Regions from separate parts of the Pungitius pungitius genome. Here region 2 is linked to region 1. The links are chromatin contacts, called in public Hi-C maps. All regions are on one chromosome and are shown on one strand. Each heading gives the region's core, a stretch centred on a gene start, on an enhancer-like site or on the middle of the called end of the contact. The rest is flanking DNA. Distances are from core to core; before and after follow the strand shown. Region 1 holds the start of arfip2b (ADP-ribosylation factor interacting protein 2b). Region 2 holds the start of si:dkey-5g14.1 (lysosomal proton-coupled steroid conjugate and bile acid symporter SLC46A3).

Region 1 (3,752 bases), core at 334-2,833:
TTCACACCCCTTCCAAAAAATACCAAGAGAGTTTCTTTTGGCTCCGCACTTCTTTCAGCATCCAATATTCATTAATAAAACGCTGGCTTTGACTTTCCACCTCCTCCTCTACACTCTGATTGACTGCAGAGGCTGTTTGAATCCCCTCAGCCCTTCTCTGTTTGAGGGATCTCATCCAGCACCGTTAACACGGTTCAAAGTGGTTCATTCATAGCTCACAGAATTGACAGTAGGAAGCGTACGCTTCGAGGGTCTGTGTTACGTTTATTGCATTGTTCTCTGGCATGAGATCAACATTGTGCCCAATGCGTCAATGTGTTCGGTTTCCATCGTGTCCTAAAAATATGGGAAATGTGCTTTTATTACTTGTTTTTTGTGAAGAAGTATTGATGCTGAAATTGAATGTTGGCAAATGAAACAAAGAATAAAAATAGTATTGAAGTGTCAGGATATGTGTCTTTGGTAACAGTATTCAAGATCACAGAAAATCAGCACAATAAGAGAACAAGATAGCTGCAGTTCTCTTCAAAATAACATCAACTAACAACTCCCCACAGAGGGCAATATTGAAGTAATGTGAAGCTTTCTTCACACCCTGAGCTTAAAAATATTGAGCAGCAAGGGAGGGTACCACATTGAGGCATGATGAGTAGGCAGCCATTCTTAAAATGTACTGGACCTACATACATATTACATTCAAAGAGAGTGAAATTGATTAAAAATGGTAAAAATCATCATTAATCATCATTAATATATACATATACATACACTTCTTGATACCAGATTTAAATTTTAATTCAAATGTTTTAAAATGTTTAAATCATGTAGATTATGTAATCAATTAGATATAACAACCTACATTCATGCCACAGATAACACATTTTAAAATATGTTTCTCACACAAGTGCATAAAACTCACAGTGTCCTAATGATAGGAACAAGGACAGTTTAAAAACCACGCACATGGGGGCAGATTTTCTAAAAATGCTGGAGTTTGCATACAATCATTGAATTCACAGTGGTCCTGGTACGTCCAGGTATTTCTTGGGGCAAAATAAATATAACATTTTAGTCGTGGACCACAGCCATCAGCTGTTGGCTGAAACATGAACACATCACCTCCAGGATGCTTTCAAAGATGGGTCGGAAGCGTGTAGAGGAAAGAAGAAGAGCTCTCACTCCTTTAAAATTTCTAGGTATAATGAGATTAGCTCAAAATGAAGTGTCTATACATTTTGCCTCAAACTATACTACAAGGACATTGCCTTGAGTTTGAAACACATCATTTGTTGTATTTATGTTTTGTATATGTTTTGCATATGTACGGTAATAGACTATATTTTCAGGCAATTCTGTGTCTGAACCCCTAGTTTAATAATTATTTTTTAACTTTATTTTTCAAACGTTTTTTTGTAGTATCATGAATACATGTGATATAGATATTTATAAAGGAATACAAATACAAAAAAGGGATACAAAATGGGTGTCTTCAAAGTTAGCTCTGCTTACCAGGTAGGAACTGTGTCAGTGTCTGCATTTATCCTTCGAGATCATCTTCTCTTAAATAGACGCTCTTTGCATCAGAGAGCGTCCGCCTGCTAACGTTAAGCGAACTGTGCGGTGTCGTCAGTTCCGTTAAGCGTTCCTTCTGGTTTCATTAAAAAAAGGGGTAGAGGGGAGATTATTTAGGAAGACAAGCGCAGCTCGAATAAGGCTTTGGTCGGCTATGTCGTGGACATATTCGTGAACTAGAGCAGTACGTTGTTTCGGACGAGCGGGTTTTCCCTCGGACTGACAGAAGACCCGTCGGTGTCCTCTAAGCCGCGCGCTCACTGGGATGCGCCGCCGCTAGCTTGTCGTTAGCTCGCTCGCTAGCTTCCCGAACCGCTCTGGGCTTCTTCTTTTTTTAACGACGTGACCAAGCGCACCGTAAGTCAACCCGTTTGAAAACCACGACATTCCATTGGATTTTGTAATAACATTGTGTGTTTGCTCATTCCCGAATCTGCTAGCCAATAAGCTTTGTCCCCGGGTTGCGTGTCACCAGCCTCCTAACAGCTGCTTATATGTGAAGTAGAAGGAGGCCATTATTATCATTTTTTTTATTGCTGCTAGAAACCATATTGTCCTTCAATCCTGTGCAGACTCCCCACAAACTACTTTCACAATCGGTTGAGTGTAACTGCCCCACCGTGTTGGCAGCGGATTGAATGCAGTGCGGAGGCCTGCGAGTGGCATTAACAAGCGAGCACCTGCGCTGATGCACCTGTCGGGGACGCCGGGGGTGGGGGGGGGGGGGGGTGTTAATCCACGTCGAACCTCTCTCTCATTTTATCAGGAAACTACTGTCCTCGATAGCTTACCTTGTTAATGACGGTAACGATCGTTGTCCCTGTTGTAGCACCTTTTTATTCAAGTTATGCTGGAAGCCACCCGTACCTAATAGTAGTGTGTTAATGATCAGGTTAACGCATACGCTTCCCCCCCCCCTTGTGCCATTTCGTATTGATTCATGCTGGTTTAAGTGGATCGACTAACAGACTGAAGATAGGGGGATTGAGGGAGGTGGCACTGTTGCAAGATCACAGCCTATTTCATGTTATCCAAAGGAGTAACCTGGTCGCTCAGTGTACAGGTAGACAAGTAACCTTTGTCCCTAATTTGTAAAAAAAAAAGAAAGGAAAAAAAAGAACACTTTAAACGTATGAGACTTCTTTTGTGTCGGGTGTTTATTGGCCAAGAGAACCACTGCTTGGCTTGTCTAAAGTCAACAGATGTTGTCATTCCTCAGGATATGGACTGGGCACGGCCCGCTGAAGCACACTTATGATAGGCGAGGTCGGGGCAAATGTAAACAAGCTCTACCTCCGTTCAATCAGCATCTGGGATGTTTCAACTGCCATAAACCCTACCAAGTCATTGTTCAAGTTAGAGTGCGCCACATTTTGAGTTATGTTGCAGCATATGTGTTTGGGCCTGAAATAAAAAAACAGAAGTTAACTTACTGATTGCATCCGGGCTACTTTTGGGCTTGTATTTGCTTGGACTCCCTACACACAGATGCCTTGGCTGGTCCGCTCTGACTGAGTGTGTTGGTTGTAACTCAAGTTTTTTTTCTTCTTTTAAACCGGCCACTTTGTTTGATTTGATTCATCACCAACAAGTGCGCGGTGGACTTGCTTTGTGAGTCTGTCTTTGCAGTAAGCTACTGTGCTCGTGGGAGTAGATCCATCTGTGACATTTACCCGTTTAACCGTCATCCTGCTCTGCAATGTGAAAACCATGTGAAGGGTCTTTCACACCTGTAGTCCTTCCTTTTACACCATCATCTGTGGCTCACACAATTAATTATATTCCTCCAAGCCAAAATTAGGAGCTATATTACGACTTGTCTGTCACTTTGTGGGGAAAATGTGTTCTGCTAATGTGATTTCACATCTTGAATGTGCGAGTAAGTGTAGTTACCTGTTAGAAGAATCAGACAATGTTGATGTATCCATTTCGTAATCTCCTCTCTAGTCTGGCTGTTCAGGGAATGGTTTGCTGCTAACGTCCCAACCTTTTATAAGGAGTAGAGTGGCCACTTCAACAAGGCGGCTCATTGTAGTGGGCAGGGGGGGGGCTTTTCATAGGTGAGCTCTATTCCTGCAGAGCGGTAGCCTTGCTCTTTGAAATCCACCTTTTCTTTTCTTTTTGGCAATTACGTTCCCATCTGCCCACTGAATTGGCTGTTGTGACGACGCTCTTTGCTC
Region 2 (3,306 bases), core at 437-2,936, 170 kb before region 1:
TTTCTTTGCAGCCTTTGACTTAATCATAGCACCAAATCACATCCACAATTGGATAGTAAATTATATCTCTCTCAACGCCGTACTTCAAGCATTGGCATTTCGGGGGCATGGTTTAGGGAATTTAAAGCATCTCTCATTACAGTGCAATCAAAGAGGACTTCTTACACAGAACGGCGACAGCCCCGGATTCAAACATGAGGCATTCTTCCCGGCTCCTGGTTTCCACAATGACACTGTACGGGGGTGGGTCCAGCTTGTGGTAGATGCGATATCCCTTGCTGAAGGCCATTGTTGATCCAAGATGGAAAAAAAGAACTACTGTGTGACCTAGAAACCAAAAACAAATTCACAAAATGTGTGAATGAATGAGCATTTCAGATAGGAGATACTCCTAATTCAAACATCTCTGATTCAATATGTGACGTTGTAGTGATTATTGATGAAGAGGCTACTTGTGATATAAACCTATATCCCTTGCTTTTTTAGCAAGTTCTAGTGTAACTGGACCCAGGTTTAGAACCTATTCAAAAACAAATTATAACTAGCTGTATAATAAACTGCAAATACAATTTGGTGGTGGACATTTTTGACATTCTGCTTAATTCGCCACAAATTGTGGAAATGTCTCAAATTATTGGCCAAGATTCCAAAATACGTGATAGTGAAATCGTTAATTGCGAAATCAGAAGCCTAACATGTTATCAGTTCCGGACATAGTTTAAGGCCCAAACATAAACTAGATTTAATCTTTAAAAACGGGATTTCGCTGGTAGACGGAGAATATGAGCAGCCCGGACACTGTGAAGAATGAATGACGTTAGGCCAGGGGACCAAAATATCATCCATCCTAAACCCGATCAGTCACGACTTTATAACGCAACTGCAGGAGGCGAAGCTAACGCTAACGTTCACCTGACATCCAACGTTAGCTCCGCGGCTAACTGGATTTTAGGAAGGGATAAACCAACTCACTAAAACGAAAGTGATATACTGCTAAAGCTTCCTGGTACCCATCTATTGCTCGCTGATTCCGACAGCCAATTTAGCTAAATTAATCACAGCGGTAGCTTTGATTCGCTAACTGACGATATTATGAGGGTGGTACGAACCTGCACGTCCGGTATGATAATCTCACTCTCACGTTTGCTAATACACTGAGTTTGTCGACTGGGTCATGTCAAACACGTAGCGGTTAGGCCTATGCATAAACTGGCATTTCAGCGCGTTCTCACTATTGTCACTAAATGTAATTTAAAATACATGTAGAGGAAGGGGCGAGGATTTCGTCTTACCGTCTGCCCCCGCCGGGTTGACACTCCGCTGTCACAACACAGCTCTTCCCGGTGTGTTGGCGAAATGGTACATTCCAACACTAAGCACGCCTACTTCACGTTACCGTAATACCGCAAATGCGCATTTGTTCAACAAACACGGAAGTAAAAAGTGCTTAGTAAATATTTATAAACGCATAACATATGACACGTTCAAGCTGGACAAAATGAATGTCCCCCGGGGGTATTTCCAAAGCACGTTAAATCGCAGAAGAAAAGAAACCCTGCTTTCAATCAGTCACAAAATGCTCTCGCCCGATGGTGTTCATGATTGATAGCTCCATCTATCCAATTAAAACAGCTTGAATAGATTGCCGTCCAATAGTATATTAAAGAGGGCGGGACGTCGGCGTTTCACAACAGTAACACCGGACCGCAGTGCCGTGCCGCGCACTGCTTAGTTTTAACAGGAGACCTTGACTCCTACATCAATGTTTTCCGGGATTTAATTAGTTTATCAAAACATGATCCACGCGTCTATTTAAAAGGTAAGAGCTATGCTGCATGTTCCTTTCAAGTTCAAGGCTGCTGTGTCCATTGTCTCCTGTCTTAACATCCACCGGTAGTATTGACAGAAACCAATCAAATTGTAAAGTATCGTCCAACTTAACGTTTCGATCTGTCAGATAATGTAACTCTCTGATGGATGATTCTCAAAATCAATAAGCTAAACTTCCATGAAGACTTCGTTTTACGTCTTGACCCCTACATAATATTGAATACCGTGTATGTCACTTCCCTGCATACTCCAAGTGAAGTATTGATCTTTATCGCCTGGTTCCCTTTTTTCTTCTTCTTCTTTTAAACCCCCACCCAAGTGATTATGCATGGTCATGTGATGTAAATATTACCCTCATATATTTTCAGACATGTACAGTTAACCTGCAAATGTTTTTTTCTTCTTTTAGGGACTATTGCAGAAAGCCTCTGAAGATGAAGCGCATTTTCCTCGTGGAGCCATTGGTTGCAATGTACGCTTTCTCCTTTTTTCTCATCTTGCCTCTCGTGCAGCAGTATGTGTACCGGAGGTTCTGGCTGGAGGTGACAGGAACACCTTATCCCATCTCTGGCAACACCTCCAGATGTATGGAAAACAATAACAGCAGCAGTAGCAACGATTCCAGCTACCATGAGGTTAGTCCCTAATCACCCAATGTAAAAGTACATCTGTTTAGGAACTTTATATTTTATTTATAAGTACTGAGATGTTGTAATTGCACATTTTGTCCTTGCTGTTGTATATTGTTTTTAGCACTATACAACATACGTTTTTGAAAAAGGGGACAAAAGCTTCTCCTCTTGTGTTTAGTGCCTCCTACATTGTAAGGTGTGTTACTTACACAGCCTCAGCAATTGTTGTGCGAGGTGTTGAGAAATAACACTCGCAGGACAATAACCTGGAATTTAACAAAATATAATGATTTATGGATTTCTCTGTCTTCATTCTTAACGGTCAATCAAGACTTCAGCACACAGAGGTATACCACCAGAAGAAATATTTCCCTGCAAAACTCTAGTTGCATATTTATAGAGGAAATGAAACAAAGCGGATATGTGAGAACAAATGCATTGAACCCGTATTTTGGTAACTAGCCACTTCTGCACCTGTTGAACCGTAGACCGCTTTGTTTTCTTTGGCTCTTGGTAGAAAAAGCTCACATGATCAACAGATAGCAACGCTTTCATTCTGTTGGATTTCATGTTAATCTTTGTTTAATTTGTCATTTGCTGTAAAATTGGGAACTTCAGGGTTTTAGTTCTTTCTCTTTAGGTCTGCAGACCATATGAAGTCAGGCCTCACATGGTTTAAAAGCTTAACCATGCTTTTTATTTCTTTTTCCTTTTCAGGAGGTACAAAGGCTGGCATCTCAGTTTTCAACTTACTCAGTGATCGCCTCCACAATCCCCTCTCTGATTGTCACGCTCTTGCTCGTGACCCATAGTGACCGAGGAGGACGCAAGATCGCAATCGTCA

Evidence for each region. A called contact is a pair of places that touch in the nucleus more often than the background predicts.
Region 2: a contact with region 1 is called in a Hi-C map of muscle, with 6 times the contacts expected there. The contact joins the promoter of si:dkey-5g14.1 here to the promoter of arfip2b in region 1. A contact is called at or near these places in 2 of 2 Hi-C or Micro-C datasets (both in muscle).

The regions. Positions count from the first base shown.
Region 1 is chr16:11,412,842-11,416,593 of fPunPun2.1, reverse strand. arfip2b (ADP-ribosylation factor interacting protein 2b) reads left to right here and starts at 1,583. Exons shown (of 10, transcript XM_037468446.2): 1 at 1,583-1,929.
Region 2 is chr16:11,579,396-11,582,701 of fPunPun2.1, reverse strand. si:dkey-5g14.1 (lysosomal proton-coupled steroid conjugate and bile acid symporter SLC46A3) reads left to right here and starts at 1,686. Exons shown (of 6, transcript XM_037468402.2): 1 at 1,686-1,819; 2 at 2,240-2,465; 3 at 3,180-3,306. The coding sequence starts at 2,265. synj1 (synaptojanin 1) reads right to left here and starts at 1,404. Exons shown (of 31, transcript XM_062558265.1): 1 at 1,293-1,404; 2 at 166-327. The coding sequence starts at 289.